Linked DNA regions of Mus musculus: all the other regions are linked to region 1. The links are chromatin contacts, called in public promoter capture Hi-C maps. All regions are on one chromosome and are shown on one strand. Each heading gives the region's core, a stretch centred on a gene start, on an enhancer-like site or on the middle of the called end of the contact. The rest is flanking DNA. Distances are from core to core; before and after follow the strand shown.

Region 1 (3,575 bases), core at 767-3,266:
ACTGTTTGAAATTCAAGCTCTAAGAGATCAAAAGCCCTCTTCAGGCCTCTAAAGGTACTTGCGCGCGCGCGCACACACACACACACACACACACACACACACACACAAATTTTCTTTTTTTTAAATCAGGGGCTTAGAGAAGGGCCCAGTAGTCAGGAGGACTCACCTCTGCAGGCTTCAGTTCTGTTCCCAGCACCTGGGAGCATGGCTGACAACGGCCTGGGACTCCAGCTCCAGGGGACCCTATGCCTCTGGCTTTCCATTTAGATGGATATACTCACAGAGTCTTAATATGTAAGAAAAACTACTTAAGGCCAAACAGTGGTGGCGCTCGCCTTTGATCCCAGCACTCAGGAGGCAGAGGCAGGCAGATTTCTGAGTTCGAGGCCAGCCTGGTCTACAGAGTGAGTTCCAGGACAGCCAGGGCTACACAGAGAAACCCTGTCTCGAAAAACCAAAAATAAATAAATAAATAAAATAAATAAATAAATAAATAAATAAAAATTAGTATGGACAAAGATAATTAAATAAAACAAAGAGACTGCAAGTCTGCCTCCATAAAAAATCCTAACTCTTCATGTATAGAAAATAGACTTCAACAGTTTGCTTTCTCCACATAATACCTTTTTCTTTCCTTTCTTAACTAGATTTATTTTAAATCATACATATGTGTTTGTATGCCAGATGTATGTGTGTGTGTGTGTGTGTGTGTGAGAGAGAGAGAGAGAGAGAGAGAGAGAGATCCCCAGAGGTTCCCCTGGAGCTGGAATGCTGGAATAATGGTTATGAGCCACTTGATGTAGGTGCTGGGAACGGAACTCTGGTTCTCTGGAAGGGCAATAAACGTTCTTAACTATTGAACTATATCTCCAGCCCCAAGTACCCTTTTTTATCCTTTGACCCTCGGTGAGTTTTTCTCTCTTTGGAAGTTTTCCTGGCTCCAATCCAGGTAGAATTAATAGCTCTCATCTCGGTCTCTGGGCATATCCCTGTCTCTTTTTCCAGTGCTTAAAGTATATTGTGTTATGGTTATTTGTCCTCAAAACATATATAATAATATTATATATTTCATCGTTATGCCGTCAGCATTTAACTGGCACTTGACACAGCTGGTCCTCTTGAAATGTTTGCTGACCTTAAGATCCTGTTCGGGCTCAAGGCTGGCGAAGTTGATGGCGCAATACGGTTAATGAATGCGGATAACCATTAGAGGGCAGACTAATCCCATGGCGTTCCGTCCCAAAGACTCGCTCCTTCATTTATTCTTCCCGTGGTCATTTCCAACCAGAACTTCACAGTCCTATTTTAATGATCTTCCACACAAAACACTCACACGAGGTTACATCTCTTCTCTAGCCACCCACTCTCTCTCCCCAGTTTCCATCATTATTTGGGGAACTAAAGAGTTAACTCCACCCTCCCACCTGGTCATCTTGCTCTGTTAATCTGCGGGATCTGGGAGGCGGCGAAGAAGAAAGGGGAGGTACTCATTGATGGACTGGGTAACCCGGACTCTGGCTCGCCTCTACTTGATTGCCTTTTCCAGAAACCCTCCCAAACTCCTATAGCCACACACACCTTTCCCGGCCAAGATCCAAACAAACCTCTACTTTCCTCTTCCCTAGGAGCCAGGTAGAAAAGGGGGGTATAGGAGGGGGCGAGGGGGGGCAGCTTCCTCACACCCTTCCTCAGTCCTGGTTCCCCCGCGGCCTAGGCGCCCCGCCCGCGGGTGCTGCCAAGGGAGGGAAACCTTGCGCAGGGACAGCGCGGCGGGAAGAGGGTCAGCAATAACTGGCGCACGCGAGGGTGGGAACCAGCCATAGTCAGGGCTGGGAGGAAGGAGTTAAAGGACCGGGATTGGCTCCCCCGGCTCTCTTGTCGCCGAATCTGGGAGGGGAGGATTCGCTGCCTGGCTCGGGACCTTGTGGTCCCGTCCCCCCCACCCCCCCCCCACCCCGCCCCCGCCCGCCTCCGGAACGGCCGGAGACTTGGGCCAGCCGGACGCCCCTTCTGGCATACTCCTGGGGCAAGCGCGAGCGCACACTCCCCTTTCCTCGCTGGCGCACCCGCTCCCCTCGCTCTTCTTAGATCGCCCTCTCGTTCTCTCGCTCTCCACGGACTCCCTTCGGGTGCTGCGCTCGCTCTCACCTGCTCTAAAGCACCCTCCGCTCTCGGACGCTCCCAATTCCGCGCTCCTGCTCGACGGCGGGACAGTCGCAGCCTCGGCAGGCAGCTTGCTCTCGCCGCTGCGGCTTCAACCCAGCCCCCTCCCTCGCTACGGCTCGGGCGCTCTTGACTCCCGACCCTCGCCTCTGAGCCCGAGGACGGCGATCAGACCATGGTGACAGCGCTGCTCCGTCGCTGCGCTCGCTGAGGCCATGCCGGGTTCCCGACGCGTCCGTCCGCGCCTAAGGGCGCTGCTGCTGCTACCGCCGCTGCTGCTGCTCCGAAGCGGCCACGCGAGCGACCTGACCGTGGCCGTGGTGCTGCCGCTGACCAACACCTCGTACCCGTGGTCTTGGGCGCGTGTAGGGCCGGCGGTGGAACTGGCTCTCGGGAGGGTGAAGGCTCGGCCGGACTTGCTGCCGGGTTGGACGGTCCGTATGGTGCTGGGCAGCAGCGAGAACGCGGCGGGCGTCTGCTCCGACACCGCTGCACCGCTGGCCGCGGTGGATCTCAAGTGGGAGCACAGCCCCGCGGTGTTCCTGGGCCCCGGCTGCGTATACTCTGCTGCCCCGGTGGGACGCTTCACCGCGCACTGGCGGGTGCCGCTGCTGACGGCTGGCGCCCCGGCTCTGGGCATCGGGGTGAAGGATGAGTACGCGTTAACCACCCGCACAGGACCCAGCCATGTCAAGCTGGGCGACTTCGTGACGGCGCTGCATCGACGGCTGGGCTGGGAGCACCAGGCGCTTGTGCTCTATGCAGATCGGCTGGGCGACGACCGGCCGTGCTTCTTCATAGTGGAGGGGCTGTACATGCGGGTGCGTGAGCGACTCAACATCACAGTAAATCACCAGGAGTTCGTCGAGGGCGACCCGGACCACTACACCAAGCTACTGCGGACCGTGCAGCGCAAGGGCAGAGGTGAGGCTGGCACCCACCAGACGGCTGGCTCGCGCGGCCTGATCTCCGGCCAGTCCACAGCCTGGCATTCCGCCTCTGGGGGCCAGGCTTCCTCCTCTTAGAGTCTTGCCCAACTCCTACCTCAGAGTTTCTAGTTCTTTCTCTCTGCGCCGGGTTTGCATTCCTTCCCTCTCCCCCTCCCCTCCTGTCTCCCGTGACCTTCCTGCTGCGGACTTTCTTGACTTAAGCGCTGAAGGGCCTAGTTCTACTGCGCCCTCAGCTTCCTGGCTCTTCTCCGTGCTGTTTTCCCTCTAACTTACCACGTTCTTCCTCCAGTTACTTCTATTGCTCCCACATGAGCTCTCGAGCTCTCATGTCCCTTCTCTGGCTGGTTATTCTCTGATTCTTCCTGCAGTCTTGGTCCTCGTCTCCCCCCACACACACACACACACACACTCACACAGATGTACAGACACACATACACACACACACACACACACACACACACA
Region 2 (3,575 bases), core at 717-3,216, 200 kb before region 1:
TTATCTAATACCAAGTGGACAGCCCTAAAAACATATGAGCAATCCTAATTGAATTCATCAGGTTGTATTTATATGTTTATTCTTATATCTATCTGTAACAATTATAATTAAAGAAAAAGAGACCATGTATTTGAGAGGCAGTTGAGAGGAAATGACGTGGAGGAGATTGAAAGGAGCAGAAGGAAGACAGGAATGATATAAATACAGGACACATATAAAATTTAAATGTTTTATTTAAAAAATAATAAATTTTTTTAAATTAAAAAAGAAAATTCAGTTTAATGGCTAAGCTCTGGTGAAAGGTCTCCGAGTTCCTCATTTTACCAGTCCCTAGGAAAAATTCACAGATGTAATGATGGCAAAGGTCAACAGCTAACAGATGACCATAGCTGTCCTTTGAGCTTTATGAGTGCACTGACCTATCTACTCATTCCTGTATCATTTAACTGAGTTGGAAGTTTGGAGTAAAAATGGAAAGATCACTACGATATGGGACCAGATGTCCCTAGGAACCAGATGTACTCCTCTAGTGCCTAAGGTAGGACTAAAAACCATCCACCTACCCCAAGACAGAAAATCACTCCTCTCTCTCTCACCCTCCCTCCTTCTTCCTTTCCTCCCTCCTCCTTCCTCATATACACACCTTTCATACCTATCCTACTAATTTTCAAAAAGTCACATCTAAGACATTTAACTAGAAACTAAGTTATGTGCACAGCATCCGTTTGCCTAGAATCCTCCTGTTTCCAAATCTCCCATTTGGGATAAACCAGTAAAACTACCAAGTCTAAGTTACAAACTTTGGGAAATTCCTAAATCCTAGAACCACTGGTTCAAAGTTCAGGGGCCAGAAGAGACTGAGAACAATCTGGGGGTTGGTGACCAGAGGAGCAGTCATGGGAAAGGACTGGACCATGGAGAACAGTAAGGACCAAAACAAGACAGTTCTTTCCAGTTTTCCATCCCTTCCTTCACCCCCAGGAAAGACAAGAGACTCAAACAGACCTGAGATATGATGACTTTATTCTGTAGACATATCCAGGGACCCAGCCCTAGGCCAGAAGCTCTGCTACTCCTTGTGGCTGTCTTTGTGAGATGCCACACCCACTTTTATCACCATCGCAAGGAACTCCTCGAAGTTAATTGCATTGTCACTATTGATGTCCAATTCTCTGAACAAGTTTTCGATATTTATATTCTGTCAAGAAGAATGGGGGGGGTGAGTTCAGACTGTATCAGAGAAAAGTAAGCGAGGACTATCTGTGGATAAGTATTGGCTAACTGCAGAAAGCAACTTGGAGGGCTAGCCATCCCAGCACCATTAGAAAACCCTGAGAACATAGCACCTCCTCACCTGCACAAACTGAGGACACTCAGTAGTGACCATTTTCTTGAAGTCATTCTTGTAGAGGGCATGGTGATTTCCTTGTATATTGGAATAATTGTGGTAGACATCAATGAGGTTGCTCAAGGCCTTCTCCAGTTCAGACGGCATTGTCACGAAAGATTTCCTTTCAACTGAAAGGAAAAGTCGCAGAGGGATGGGAGCTGCAGTTACTCACGGCAGGGTGACAACTGAGTGGGCATTCAGGTTTTTAACCCAAGAATGGGCTTTGACCTGGCCTGTACCACTCAGATAACTAAACCCAGAAAATGGCTCTATCTCTGATGGGAAGGGGTAGGAGAGAGCATTGGAGAGACTTTAGTACACACACACACAAGTGTAGCAAATTCTCCACACTAAACACTTCCTGCCCTCTTCTGCTAGACACTGCTAGAAGGCTCTACGCCATTCCACTTCCTTTATCCTCAAGCATTTGATCGGTGCTGGAGACTTCCCCACGCTTTCTCGCCCTCTCAGAGGAGGCTACTCTATCCCCCAACCCTCGCTAAGGAGAGCCTACACTGTGAGACAGTCACATAGCCCTACTTACACGATGTCTTGAAGACGGAGCTGACAAAGGATATGTGAGGCTAAGTGTCAGCTGCTTTTATAGAGGAAAGCTTGGCCAGCTGCCCACAGCCTCGGGCTATGGAGACAACGCTCTTCCCTTCCAGAGTTGCCACAGCCTCTGTTTCCTAACCAAGTCCATGTGGCAATCACTGAGTACAGTGAGCATTTCTGAGTCTGAGGAAGTGGGAGTGTTGGAACATTTACCAGACAGGAGTACCCAGCAGGAAGAATCAGGATGGGGCATGGCAATAAGTCCATGTCTAGGCCCCTGGCACCTCATCCCTGCATCTAAACAGACTCTCAATCTTAACCCTCTCCTAATTGGATCCATTGCTGATCCAATGCCTTCATGTCCAGTCTACCTCTGAACTGAACTGAACTGAACTGAACTGAACTGAACTGAACTGAACTGAACTGAACTGAAGGTGTATGCTTCTGTATGAGTGTGGGTGCATAGAAAAGACAACTTCTCCAAGTTCTCAAAGTACCAAAGACCTCAGAAACATTGCTGGTTCTAGCTACTGGATATTAGTAAAGTTTGGAGTACTGCTATGGGGTTCTATTTAGATGGGTAGGTACAGTCTTTGGAGGATAGCTGTATTCCCAAGAGTTGGACAAATTCCTAACCTGCCCGTGACTCTTAATGGTCATTCTGCTCTAAAAGCTAAGGATGTCCTGAGTCTTTGGATGTAATTCCTGGTCTTCATTCTGTCCACCCTCAGCTGCCACTAAGTCACTGCATGATAACAGTAGAGACCCTTTCAGCCTCTCAGAATGGTCACTGTACCTTTGTCCCCAGGAGCCTGGGATGAAGAGAGGAGTGAACTCTAGGATGGTGAGGGGTCAAGTATTTTGGAGAGTCCATGTGAGTCTCATGCCCAAGGGAAAAAGAAGAGGGGCTTATTCCCAGGAATTCATAGGTGCAATCCCCAAGCCCAGTAGAATACCACTCGAATTAACTGGCTGCCAGTTTATAGAGGTCTATGGAGTATTTCTCATATGGGTGGGTTTCATCCACATTATCTTACAAAAGCTTCATAATATGCTTCTCAGGAAGGCAGAGAGCTGAACCAGCCAATGTACAGACGAGGAAGCTGAAGCCCAGAAAGGTGGAGGGAGTCAACCAATTTCCCAGTCCAAGTGTGTCAGAATTGCAGAGTCCCTAGCATGATCTGACAAGAACTAGAGGTGATGGGGAAAACTCATCCCTTCTCTCCTTCAGATACCAATCCTGGTTCTACTTCAGCACCCAGGCCATCAGAGCTGTGGTAGCTGATCTTTCCTATTGGTTCAATGGGATTCAGACTCACCATGAAAACAAATCTCTGGGCATATGTGTGAGGGATTGTCTAAATCAGGTAAACTAAGACAGGAAGATCCACCTTAAACATGGGCAGTACTTTTCACAGGTTGAGGTCCTGTTGGAGAACAGGGTATTTGCCCCCTTGCTCTCTGATTCCTGACTAGAAACACACTGTGACAGCTGCCTCTTTTTCTGTCTGCCATGCATTTCCCATTCTGATAGACTGTATGCTCTGGAATTGCAAGCCAAAATAAAGCCTTCTTTAAGTTGCCTTTGTCTGGTTTGTTGTTGTTGTGGTGGTGGTGGTGGTGGTGGTGG
Region 3 (3,575 bases), core at 646-3,145, 140 kb after region 1:
ACTAACCAAAAGCAACTCTGGGGTGAGTCAATGACAGGTTCTAGTCCATCCTCTAAGGAAATCTGGACAGGAACTCAAGGCAGAAACTAAAGCAAAATAGAGAGAGGGGCCTACAAAGTGAGTTTCAGGACATTCAGAACCATACAGCAAACCCTGTCTCAAAAAGAAAGAGGGAAGGAGGAGGCAATTAAAAAAAAAAAAAAAAAAAAGAATACTAGCTGGGCATGGTAGCAAATGCCTGTAATTTCAGCACTCAGGAGGCACAGGCAGAAGGATCTCAGATGGATTTAAGGCCAGCCTGATTTACAGAATGAGTTCCAGGATAGCTGGGGCTACACAGAGAAACGGTGTCTCAAAAAAAAAAGTACTTTGAAAATCTATATTGCAAAAAATAGAAAAATCTACATGAAATAGACATATTTCTAGACATGTGAACTCTAAAACTGAATCAAAGGTATATAACTTAAGCCAATGTATAACAAAATGAGACTGAAGCATTAAAAATAAATAGACTTCCAACAAAATAAACCCCAGGACCAGATGGATTCAATATTCAATCTATCAGATACTTAAAGAAAGGTTAACACTAGTAATTCTCACCTTGTTCCATAAAATAGAAAACAAATAAACTCATTCTTTAAAACCAGTCTTATCCTGATACCAAACCCAGAAGACTTAACCAAGAAGGGAAAAAGGGAGGGAGGGAAGAATAGAGTGAGGGATGGAGGGAACCTTTCTACAGGGCTACATAGATGGCTCAGTGGATAAAGGTGCTTGCTGACTGCCCTACCTGATGACCTGAGTTTGATTCCAGGACCCAAGAAGAAAACCAAATCCTGTGAGTTGTCCTCTGTCATGTCCACACACATGCAGTGGAACTTGGAAGACTGAGGTCTAGCAACTTGAGGTGGGAGAATAACTAACTGGATAGCCTCGGGATTGAACAGGCTTAGTCAGTCCTGTGTCAAAATCTAAATAAAAACAAAAAAGGCTAGGTGCTTAAAAGTACAACTTCACATTACCCTCCTAACAAAAGAAAAAAGGTTTATCAAAACTCAAGAGCAAAATAGATATTTAAATGTGTGACAAGAGCAGAGATTTAAAAACCATTCTCAGTGGTCCATACCTGTAATCCCAATACCTGGAAGACAGAAGCAGGAGTACAAGTTCAAGTCCAGCCTGGGAAACAAAGAGTTTGAAGCTTAGGACAATTTCAAATTTATCCTTCCTTCCATACACTGTTATTTCTTGTGTATAACCCCACAGCAGACAGCAGAAACACAATGTTATATACAAGACAAAATAAAGAAAAAGAATTTTTAAAAAGTAGCTTATAAACACTAATGGCTTTATCATCTGGCTTTTTTACTTCTTGGTAAGTGCAATCGCTCTCACGCACCCATCCAGGAACCTATGAGAATTCTGAATTAGAAACAGTACCAATTCCAAAAGTATCTTAACAAATTACATCCATTCAACTTCTAATGCAAATTTCTCTTCTAGTTATGCCCTTCCCAAGTAAAAACACCTCTGAATGAGAGCAGAAAGAAATCCAAAACAAACTCCCTCACCCTTCTTAAAAGTTACTACTACCCCTATGAATATGGCCACTACTATTTGTAAACCAGCACTCATTCTCTCATAATTGCTGAAATGCAAGTATCTATTTTAAGAAAGCAAATAAAACGTGTATGTGTGCATGTGTGTCAAAAAGATCTTATGATTTAAGCCTTCCCCCTTCTCCTTGCCCACAGCCAAGCAAGCAGAGATGACGTAGACTTCCTTATATAAGTGGCTGTGATTTCTTAGACTGCAGGCTTTTCCCTTTGTGTTCTGTATATGCTTACACACACGAGAGCGCGCACTCTCATTTCTTCTCACAACCCCCTGGCATGATGCCAGCACTCAGTCAGCTGGCTCATTCCATTCACAGAGAACAGTATTACAGCTAACATGGAAGAGGGGTAACAGGGTAAAATGGAGCTAGAACCATCCTGCTGTAGACAAAAGACATTTTTTTTTAACATGAAGGGGGGAGGGAGGAGGAAAGGGAAAGAGGGAAGAAGGGCGGGAGGGGACTCAAGAGAAAATGAACCTTAACAACACCCTGCCTATAGCATCATCGTAAATTCTGGAGTAAAAGCCCAAATCATTATAGCAAATGGATGAAGCAGAGGGAAAGAGGGTAAAAAAAAAAAGAAAGAATATTATATGAGAAAAAATTGTTCCATATTAGATTTTAAAAAGCAACAGTGTTTTATGACTTCAATTCCACCAGAAACCAGAGTCAGGAAACTGTTGTGAAGAACTGAAGACAATTCAGTTTCTACTTTTAAATAAAGAAAAAAGGTGTGGTGGGGAGAGAAAGATAGTTAAGGTGCTTAGATAATTTCTGCACTCTCTCCCCAGTTGCCAAGAAATTTGGAGACAAAGAAAAAGGGATATATAGACATAAAAGGAAGAAAAGGAGAAATTGATTTAGACTGCTCGTTTCTTCCCCCTTTTCCCCCCCAGCCTTGTGGGGGTCCCTCATTCTCCTTCGTATTGTGTCTTTCCTATAGTAAGAGGGGCTCTCAGAGATGGCCCCATGCAAAGCAGCCCCTATGAGAGACCTGCACAAACCTGGTCTCCAAGTGGATACACTGCTCTGCCAATCACGTGTTACTGTTATATTAAACAAAAGAAATAGGGGAATGCTTACTTTTACCCATGATGCCTAGCGGGGGGGGGGGGACGACGACACACCAGCTGTAGCCGGTTTATAACCTCAGGACATGAAATTATCTCTTAATTTTAAATAGTCATTTGTGGTACAAAAGTCAGTTATTTTTCCCATCCTAACTAACCCCCCCTCACCCCACCCCACTATTCTGGCCTACTGCCAGAATTTGCCTTCATTCATGAGAGCTAGTTTCCTTTCAAATCATGATGCTTTAACTGTTTAGTTTCCAAGGCTCTAAAAAACACAAAACCAATACAAAGTGTGCTCAATACTATAAAACAAAGACACAGTATCAACCTCCTTATTTGGTACACACACACACACACACACACACACACTACATACCCTCAAACTCAAGATCTTCCTGATAGCCTTTGTGAGTGCTAGGATTACTGGGACTTTAAGTCAGAGTCAAGCTACTTTTCTTCATCCTTACTTGAAGTACTATAGGACAGGTATTGATAAACCAGCAGAAATATTTGTCAAACTTTGTTTGAGACATGGGGTTCACTATGTAGCTCTGGCTGTCCTAGAACTCACTATATAGACCAGGCTAGCCTCAAATTCAAGAAGATTCACATGCCTCTGCCTCCCAATGCTGGATTAAATCCATGTGCCACCACATTCAGACCAAATCTTTTCTTAAAAAAAAAAAAAAAAAAAAAAAAAGACAAGTCTCACACTATAGTCTGAGCTGGCAACAATCTTCAATCCAGTGTTAGCATCCTGAGTGCTAGGATTACAGGTGTCATCTAACACACCCAGCTTCAGGTTTTTTTTTTTCTCTGAAACTATTTACAGGTCTGATGTAGCTCTATCAACTGACATTTAGGACAGTTGAAGCCAGAACTAA

The links. Promoter capture Hi-C pulls out the DNA fragments that hold promoters and counts their contacts.
Region 2: a contact with region 1 is called in a promoter capture Hi-C map of liver. The contact joins the promoter of S100a8 here to the promoter of Npr1 in region 1. A contact is called at or near these places in 6 of 39 promoter capture datasets (the C10 cell line, the SN4741 cell line, cranial neural crest and 3 more), 1 of 15 datasets of contacts at CTCF or cohesin (the NIH/3T3 cell line), 1 of 115 datasets of contacts at active chromatin or transcription factors (bone marrow-derived macrophages) and 2 of 9 other capture datasets (adipose tissue and liver).
Region 3: a contact with region 1 is called in a promoter capture Hi-C map of hematopoietic stem and progenitor cells. The contact joins the enhancer-like site here to the promoter of Npr1 in region 1. A contact is called at or near these places in 20 of 39 promoter capture datasets (the 3T3-L1 cell line, the C10 cell line, the HPC-7 cell line and 11 more), 1 of 15 datasets of contacts at CTCF or cohesin (CD8 T cells), 2 of 484 Hi-C or Micro-C datasets (beige adipocytes and bone marrow), 5 of 115 datasets of contacts at active chromatin or transcription factors (bone marrow-derived macrophages, embryonic stem cells and intestinal villus epithelium) and 4 of 9 other capture datasets (adipose tissue, embryonic stem cells, liver and 1 more).

What each region holds. Positions count from the first base shown.
Region 1 is chr3:90,464,307-90,467,881 of GRCm38.p6, reverse strand. Npr1 (natriuretic peptide receptor 1) reads left to right here and starts at 2,016. Exons shown (of 22, transcript NM_008727.5): 1 at 2,016-3,087. The coding sequence starts at 2,379.
Region 2 is chr3:90,667,462-90,671,036 of GRCm38.p6, reverse strand. It overlaps S100a8 (S100 calcium binding protein A8 (calgranulin A)), which reads right to left and starts at 1,966. Exons shown (of 3, transcript NM_013650.2): 1 at 1,935-1,966; 2 at 1,355-1,518; 3 at 1,003-1,198. The coding sequence starts at 1,495. The coding sequence ends at 1,070.
Region 3 is chr3:90,321,646-90,325,220 of GRCm38.p6, reverse strand. The region is part of intron 1 of Gatad2b (GATA zinc finger domain containing 2B); the gene reads right to left. Among named protein-coding and RNA genes, the nearest start is that of Gatad2b, 30 kb to the right of the region's middle. Within about 2 kb of position 1,895, at least 110 of the 459 cell types and tissues checked have an H3K27ac peak or open chromatin away from gene starts, as enhancers often do. A contact at or near this core is called in CD8 T cells, adipose tissue, bone marrow-derived macrophages and 2 more, where this site is marked.